Linked DNA regions of Danio rerio: region 2 is linked to region 1. The links are chromatin contacts, called in public Hi-C maps. All regions are on one chromosome and are shown on one strand. The core of a region is the stretch at or near the end of the contact, and the rest is flanking DNA. Distances in the headings are between cores, read along the strand shown.

Region 1 (3,490 bases), core at 905-3,404:
GGAGATTTGCATGAAAGACCCTTGAATGGTTCTCACCGCGTCCGCGTGGGTTTTCTCTGGGTGCTCTGGTTTCCCCCACAGTCCAAAGAAATGTGGTACATTTAAATTGGGTGTATATGTGTGTGAATAGTGTATGTGTGTGAATGTGTGTATATGGATGTTTCCCAGAGATGGGTAGCAGCTGGAAGGGCATCCGCTGTGTAAAACCTGTGCTAGATAAGTTGGCGGTTTATTCCGCTAAAGCGAGCCCAGATTAATAAAGAGACTAAGCCGAAAAGAAAATAAATGAATGAATTACCCCTGAATGGCAGGCTAACTGCTGCTGCATCTACTATATGGAAGGAAATGAAAAGTGAAAGAAATGTGGATGATGTGACAGGATGACTGACTGCTAATGTTTATATGCAACACAAATGTCTGCTAATGAGGAATTAGTATGTCTCTCTTCTGGTATACACTCAACAGTATATACTTTTTTTCACAAAAAGTACATACTTTAAGAATGTAGTAGGTGAAAAATAGCTAACAGCATATGCTTTTAAATATGCCTTTCGTCCGCATATCTCAGTCATGTGAACTTATAAATGAAGTATTTGTTTGGCAGCTGACTGGACACAGCTTGATTCCCTTTGTGGGTGGAAGCTGTTGTGCAGGCAGTGACCTCACGAAGGCAACCTCCTGTCCAGCCAATCACCATCTGAATCTGTAAACTGAGGCCCCGCCCCTCAACCTGCAACTTTGCTGAACTTAAATTTTTCTCTCATTCTTTCTTCCATATTCTCCACATATTCCATTTCAGCACGATTTTCCAATTAGCAGCAGGCAAGTATTCCATAAGTTGTGTAAATATTCACAAAATATATAATATTAATGCGTCGATTCATTTCGACTTAGGTCTTATGTGTAAAGAAAACGTAAATTTAATTGTAATTGAGGTTCAATTACTTTTATTGCAGTTCATTTACAGTAAATAAGTGTGAACAAGTGGAGTGAAAGTTTTTAGTGGCCTGTTTTTGGCACACACTGTAATATAAACGCACCATGGACCAAAGACAAATAAACAAATCAAAAACAAGAAAAGAAAATAACTCATAGGATACATCCATAAAAATAAACTGAATACTCAAGAATGCCTGATTTTTGCTAATCTCCTTGCAGCACACAGTTTGTTTTGGGTTTTGTTACAGTAGGATCTGTCACAAAATATACATCATAATTGTTTTCTTTGGTGTATATCTTTAGGTCAATTAGTAATGAATAGTGGATCCAAAACCACTAAGACCACTCAGCAAAAAAGAAAGAACAAGCTAAAAGAACTGAACTACAAAAATGAACCGAACCATTTCTAAAAAATTGTATACATTAAATCTTTTAAAATATTTTTTTTGTTCTTGGTTTTTCAGCCATCACTTATCTCGTTTAAAGATTTAAGAGATCTAAATATCTTATAAAATAGATTTTTTACTAATGTATGTCCACATTTGTTTTTTAAAAAAGTTTCAAACATCCACTATTATGTGTACTTAAACTCATGCCATTGGTCGAGATATTGTTGCTATGTGCGACCATTCAGCCCTCTGCATCATTGATTTGTTTGGTCCTGTGCTGGTGTTTTTATACACGTACACACACGTACACACGTACACACGTACACACACACACACACACACACACACACACACACACACACAGAGAGAAAGAGTTTTCTCTTTATTTAAGAGACGTTTCACAAGTTTAAACAAACAATAGCTTGCGTATGTTGAGCATTTTAGTCAAACAAGTAACTCCATCCAGAGAAACAGAGCCGTTCCAATTGCTACGTTATTACTGTTATTATTTTCTTTTATATTCCGTTTACATTTTTTAATCATTTATAATTCATGTATGTATTTACAGTATGTATTCATAATACATAGTTTATGAACCTACCAAAGTTTAAAGGTTTACTCAATATGTTCTTCTTTTATTTAATCGCAAAAAAAATCTAATACAATCTGTCATAAAAAGTACAAACCATTCTACAATGATTATATTCTGGACGTCCTGTTTGGCTTAAAACATACACCAATATCTCTGACCCAGCTTTTGCGCTGCCTTGCTTGTAACCTAGAGAAAGTGAGTGTGACACATCCTCATTCTGTCTGTCTGTGTGTCTGTCTGTTTGTCTCCCTCCTCTCTCCCTCCCACACACACGTGTTTATAACTGCACACGTATAAACCCATTATGTAAGTCTCTCTCTCTCTCTCCCTCTCTCTCTCTCTCTCTCTCTCTCTCTCTCTCTCTCCACACATTTCCTCAGCTTCACTAGTGAGGGTCAAGTGAGGACACGCAGAGCGCAAGAGCAAGACTGAAAGAGGGAAAACGGGCCTCAAAATGCTTCCACCTTCTAATTTCCTCTACACTGCAAAAGTACTTTGTTTATCTGTAATTTTATCTTGTTTTCCCTTTTAAAAAATCAAATCAAATTAAATGTACTTCATACAAATAGCTAAATTAGATAAGATATGCAAGAATATCTTTTGAGGTTTATGGCTTTTCAGTAAGATTGTTGGTATTAGGAACTTTTTTATGACTGGAAAACAATACAAAAGTACTAATTTTAACAAGTAAAGGAAATGTGTACTCAAATGAACTTTAAAGTAGCTACAGAATGACAACCTGCATATATCTAGGCATAGCTGAAAGTTTAGTACATGGTAATGACATAGTGTGAGCCTCAAACACCCTTGTTTACTCATTTTCAAGTAAATCCCATGAGAAAATCATGGTGAAAAACAGGCCAATCGGAAACAAAACACTGACTCTGATGAACCACATGGGGTTGTTAATATGCAAGCCCCAGGCTGTGTTTGACTGACAATGTTTCCTGAGTTTGAATTAATTTTCTAAGCTATATTTAAGCTTATGTATCTAAGCTTGCATTATACTAAAGGCTGATTTATACTACTGCATCAAGTGCACGGGTATGGTTCAGCACAGCCTTTGTGTGGTTGTTTAGCCCTCAATGACTGATGCTGACACACACCTCTTAAAAAAAATTGATCTCCATTGCAAGCTCCATGATTGGTCGGCTTGGTACCAGTTCCAAGTGTGGGCGGTGCTGAGCAGCGTTGCCAGACATACTTTTGTAAAGTTAATTTTATTGTAATCTTAGGGCTTACTGAAGTTTTCTATCTCATCTTACATTAAATATTCTCAGTCAATCAACGCGCAGAATGGCATTCTCTCTCAAATTACATACGGCGTACGGTAGTGCTTAGGACAATAGTTTTCAGGTTGAAATCAATCGTTTAACAATAAAGTAAAAAAAAATTGTGCTGAAATGGAAGGTGAGAAGGACACAGGAGTTTGCATTTGGTGTTCTCATTTTTCCCCATTCAAATCCATCATGTGAATGTGTTTTTTCCAAAGTTAATCTTATCAAAACAAAACCACGAAAGTGGCTTATTACAGATACTCTAAATGGGCTCGTGTACACCTCAGAGTTTG
Region 2 (3,140 bases), core at 504-3,003, 430 kb before region 1:
AGAGTTTTTAAAATATACTTTCACTCGACAAATAGAGGACTATCCAGAAGCTATCGGCAAGCAAATAAAGAGGAAAAACTAGTGTAACTCCATTCTGTTAAAAATTAGATTTAGTTTTGTTTTTACAGTAATAAAATCATTTTAAAATTTAAAAATATATACCGTATTAGTTACAATAAAGCAATGTTTTCTAGTTATTTAAATATTGTTAAATACATTAAGAAATAACCCTTGGCAACCATATTTACCTTTGGCTCACTTCATAAGTAAAAGTTTGGGCACCCTATATAAATATATACATTGTCAAAATGTTTAATCTGACTCGAAGAACAATTAGTTTGCAACAAAAAACTGTAAGAACCACTTTGCCTGCCAATGTCTTCTCTTCTCTTGCCAGGTTATTCATTTATTACAGCAGTACAATGCTTGTATGTTGAGCTAATGAATCTAATGGCAATACACCAACTTGATGAGGAAGAAAATACCTTGGCGAACAAAGTCCTTTTTACACATGGAATGTTTTCACTCTTTTTGGTTTTTTGTCTGTATTTTAACTTGGGACCATTACTGTTTATGGAGAAGGCTTTTGCATTTCATGTAAAATAACTGCATTTGTTTACCGAAGATGATCAAAGGTCTCAAGGGATTGGAACATGAGAGTAATTCATTTTTGGGTGGACTAATCCTTTAATGTTGACCTGTGACTAGCAATAAATTAGACAACCCGGAATCGGACATTTAACAAACAAACAAATTGCAGTTGCAATTCTAATAACTGAAAATATTGATTCATTTTTGCGATATTCTCTAGCATATATCTTGCAATTCTTACTTTCGTCCTCAGAATCGTGGTCTTATATCTCTTAAGTTTATATCTTAATTTATATCTCATAAGCCAAAAAGTTAAAATAAAAAATAGAAATAATTCGCCAGATGTCTGAGATGACCTACAAACACAACTGTGAAAAAGTCAATTCTGAACATTTGGGATACAAATTATCCAGCATGTCCCTTAAGTTAAAACAACATCAAAAAACACACAAATCGATTTGATGTCAATTCTGGCATCCAGACATTGATACCCTTTACACCCCCCAAACCAAGGACAAAAAGTATTATAATATAACAAAGGTTTTATTCATCTGATAGCTTCCATTCCAAATTTACCCTGGAGGTTGTTAACCTACAAGTAAACTACCTTGATGTGTGATGCATCTAAAAACACTGTCCTGTAGATCATTTTGAGGGACGTAAACAAAAACAATAGTCCTAACGTGTTTCCTGTTTTACATTTTCACTTCTATAGTTTCCGAGAATCCAAAAAGAGCCACATATTGATGAAAAATGTTATTATAGCTGTCTTACCATGAAGTTATGATTGAATTGCCTCTTGTTACAGTTATGCATTAGTTTGATAACATGCAGGAAATGTTCATGGGCCAACGTCATGACCACATTGAAATGATCTATAATTGGTTTCTGATGTAATTTGACGCCAGTGTTAGATGTCAATTGTACGTCATTTTGACATCAGAGTAGTCAATTGACATCAAATCGATTCACATTTTTGACATTATCTTGACGTCAAGGTGCCCGCTGGATCTGAATTATGTCAAAAAATCTGAATCACCATAGACTGCATGGACACTATCAAGAAAGCACCATGGCAGTATTTGAGTGTGTAACGTGATCTATGTGCTTTTTAAACATTGACTGGGAGAGAGAGTGGCTCAGGATGGGCGAGAGTGAGGCGTCATGTGTCAGTCTCAGTTCTCCATTACTAACTCAAGCCTGTGTAAACTGTCTGTCTCCTGTCAGCGCCACTCTTCCCTCACTTTCCTTCCTCATACACACGCTTTACTGAGCTTTACCTGCTGGTTTTGTACTACACTCCGCTGTCCACTTTTTTAGGTTTAAATTTGTATGCTGTTGTTTTGTGTTTGTTGTGTTTTCAATTTTATTAGCATAAAGGGCTATTGGGAATAGGACCAAGTCTGACTGTCTGATATATCATAGTCGTTGGGAGGTTGAATGTTGAGTAAACATTAAGGAATCTTGTTTCTATACAGAGAGGGATAAATCAGTCTATTGAAGTATTTATAGGCATGCATGTCTTTCAAAAGTGTAGTTGGTAAGATTGTCATTGTTGTTTTTTAAGTTTCTTATGCTCACTAAGACTGCATTATTTAATCAGATTTACTAAAAAAAAGTGTTAAATATTATTATTCAAATAATTGTTATATAAATATATTTTCAGATGTAATTTATTCCTGTGATGAAAAAGCAGACGTTTAAACAACATTACTCCAGTTTTAAGTGTCGCATGATCATTCAAAACATTGGATTTTGACATTGTCAATGTTGAAAGCAGTTTAGTATTTTAATATTGGATAAAAGCAGCGTTGAAATATTTTTATAATAATGTAAAGTTTTTGTTCTGATCAACTCAATGCCTCCTTTATTACAATTTATTTTTAATATAAAATAAATCTCTTGAATGGTACCTTAGAAGCGGTAGTTCTGTCTAACATGTTAACATCATTTGTGATTACACTAGTGATGGTCTTTTGCTAAAGTTAAACTGAAGGTTTGATTCAAATATGGGCTGGAATGCTTTTATCCATCTGTTTGTGTAATGTTAGAAATAAAAAATGAATTTAAAAGGAAAAAGTCTGATGTCTTGTTTTTCTTCTGAAATATCAAGATTAGTTGCAGAATAGTTGGCCGCTAGGTGTCAGTGCAGACCCTGTAATAAACTGACAGGTTAGTGCAGATAAGATGGCCTTGAATCTAGTTTATTTACTGATAACTATTCAGTGCCTATTGTAGTTGTCTTGGAGATTGAGGTATTGATAACAAAAATATGCTCTTCCGTTTCCAGAAGGATATTCTATTGAAAGTTTTCATTAAGAACGAACCATTGACTGTTGCCCCATTGATAATATAAATATAATTATCTGATTTTATGCTGCATTTGATAACTTGATTTTGAAGGCAATTGCGTCATATTGGTCTATAAATGTAATGAAATCATCGTTGATTATAAACTATTTTTATTGGTATACATGTGCATTGTTTGAACAAAAATACAATGTGGTTATTTACTTATTTATTTTTGTTTGTTATGTCCAGAATCTAAA

The links. A called contact is a pair of places that touch in the nucleus more often than the background predicts.
Region 2: a Hi-C map of embryo shows a contact between it and region 1, with 4 times the contacts expected there. The contact joins two enhancer-like sites. A contact is called at or near these places in 7 of 18 Hi-C or Micro-C datasets (caudal fin, embryo, hematopoietic stem cells and 1 more) and 1 of 4 datasets of contacts at active chromatin or transcription factors (caudal fin).

Annotation. Positions count from the first base shown.
Region 1 is chr12:23,532,550-23,536,039 of GRCz12tu, reverse strand. No RefSeq gene overlaps it. Among named protein-coding and RNA genes, the nearest start is that of pkd1b, 83 kb to the right of the region's middle. Within about 2 kb of position 2,154, at least 20 of the 62 cell types and tissues checked have an H3K27ac peak or open chromatin away from gene starts, as enhancers often do.
Region 2 is chr12:23,960,769-23,963,908 of GRCz12tu, reverse strand. No RefSeq gene overlaps it. Among named protein-coding and RNA genes, the nearest start is that of ormdl3, 15 kb to the left of the region's middle. Within about 2 kb of position 1,753, at least 3 of the 62 cell types and tissues checked have an H3K27ac peak or open chromatin away from gene starts, as enhancers often do.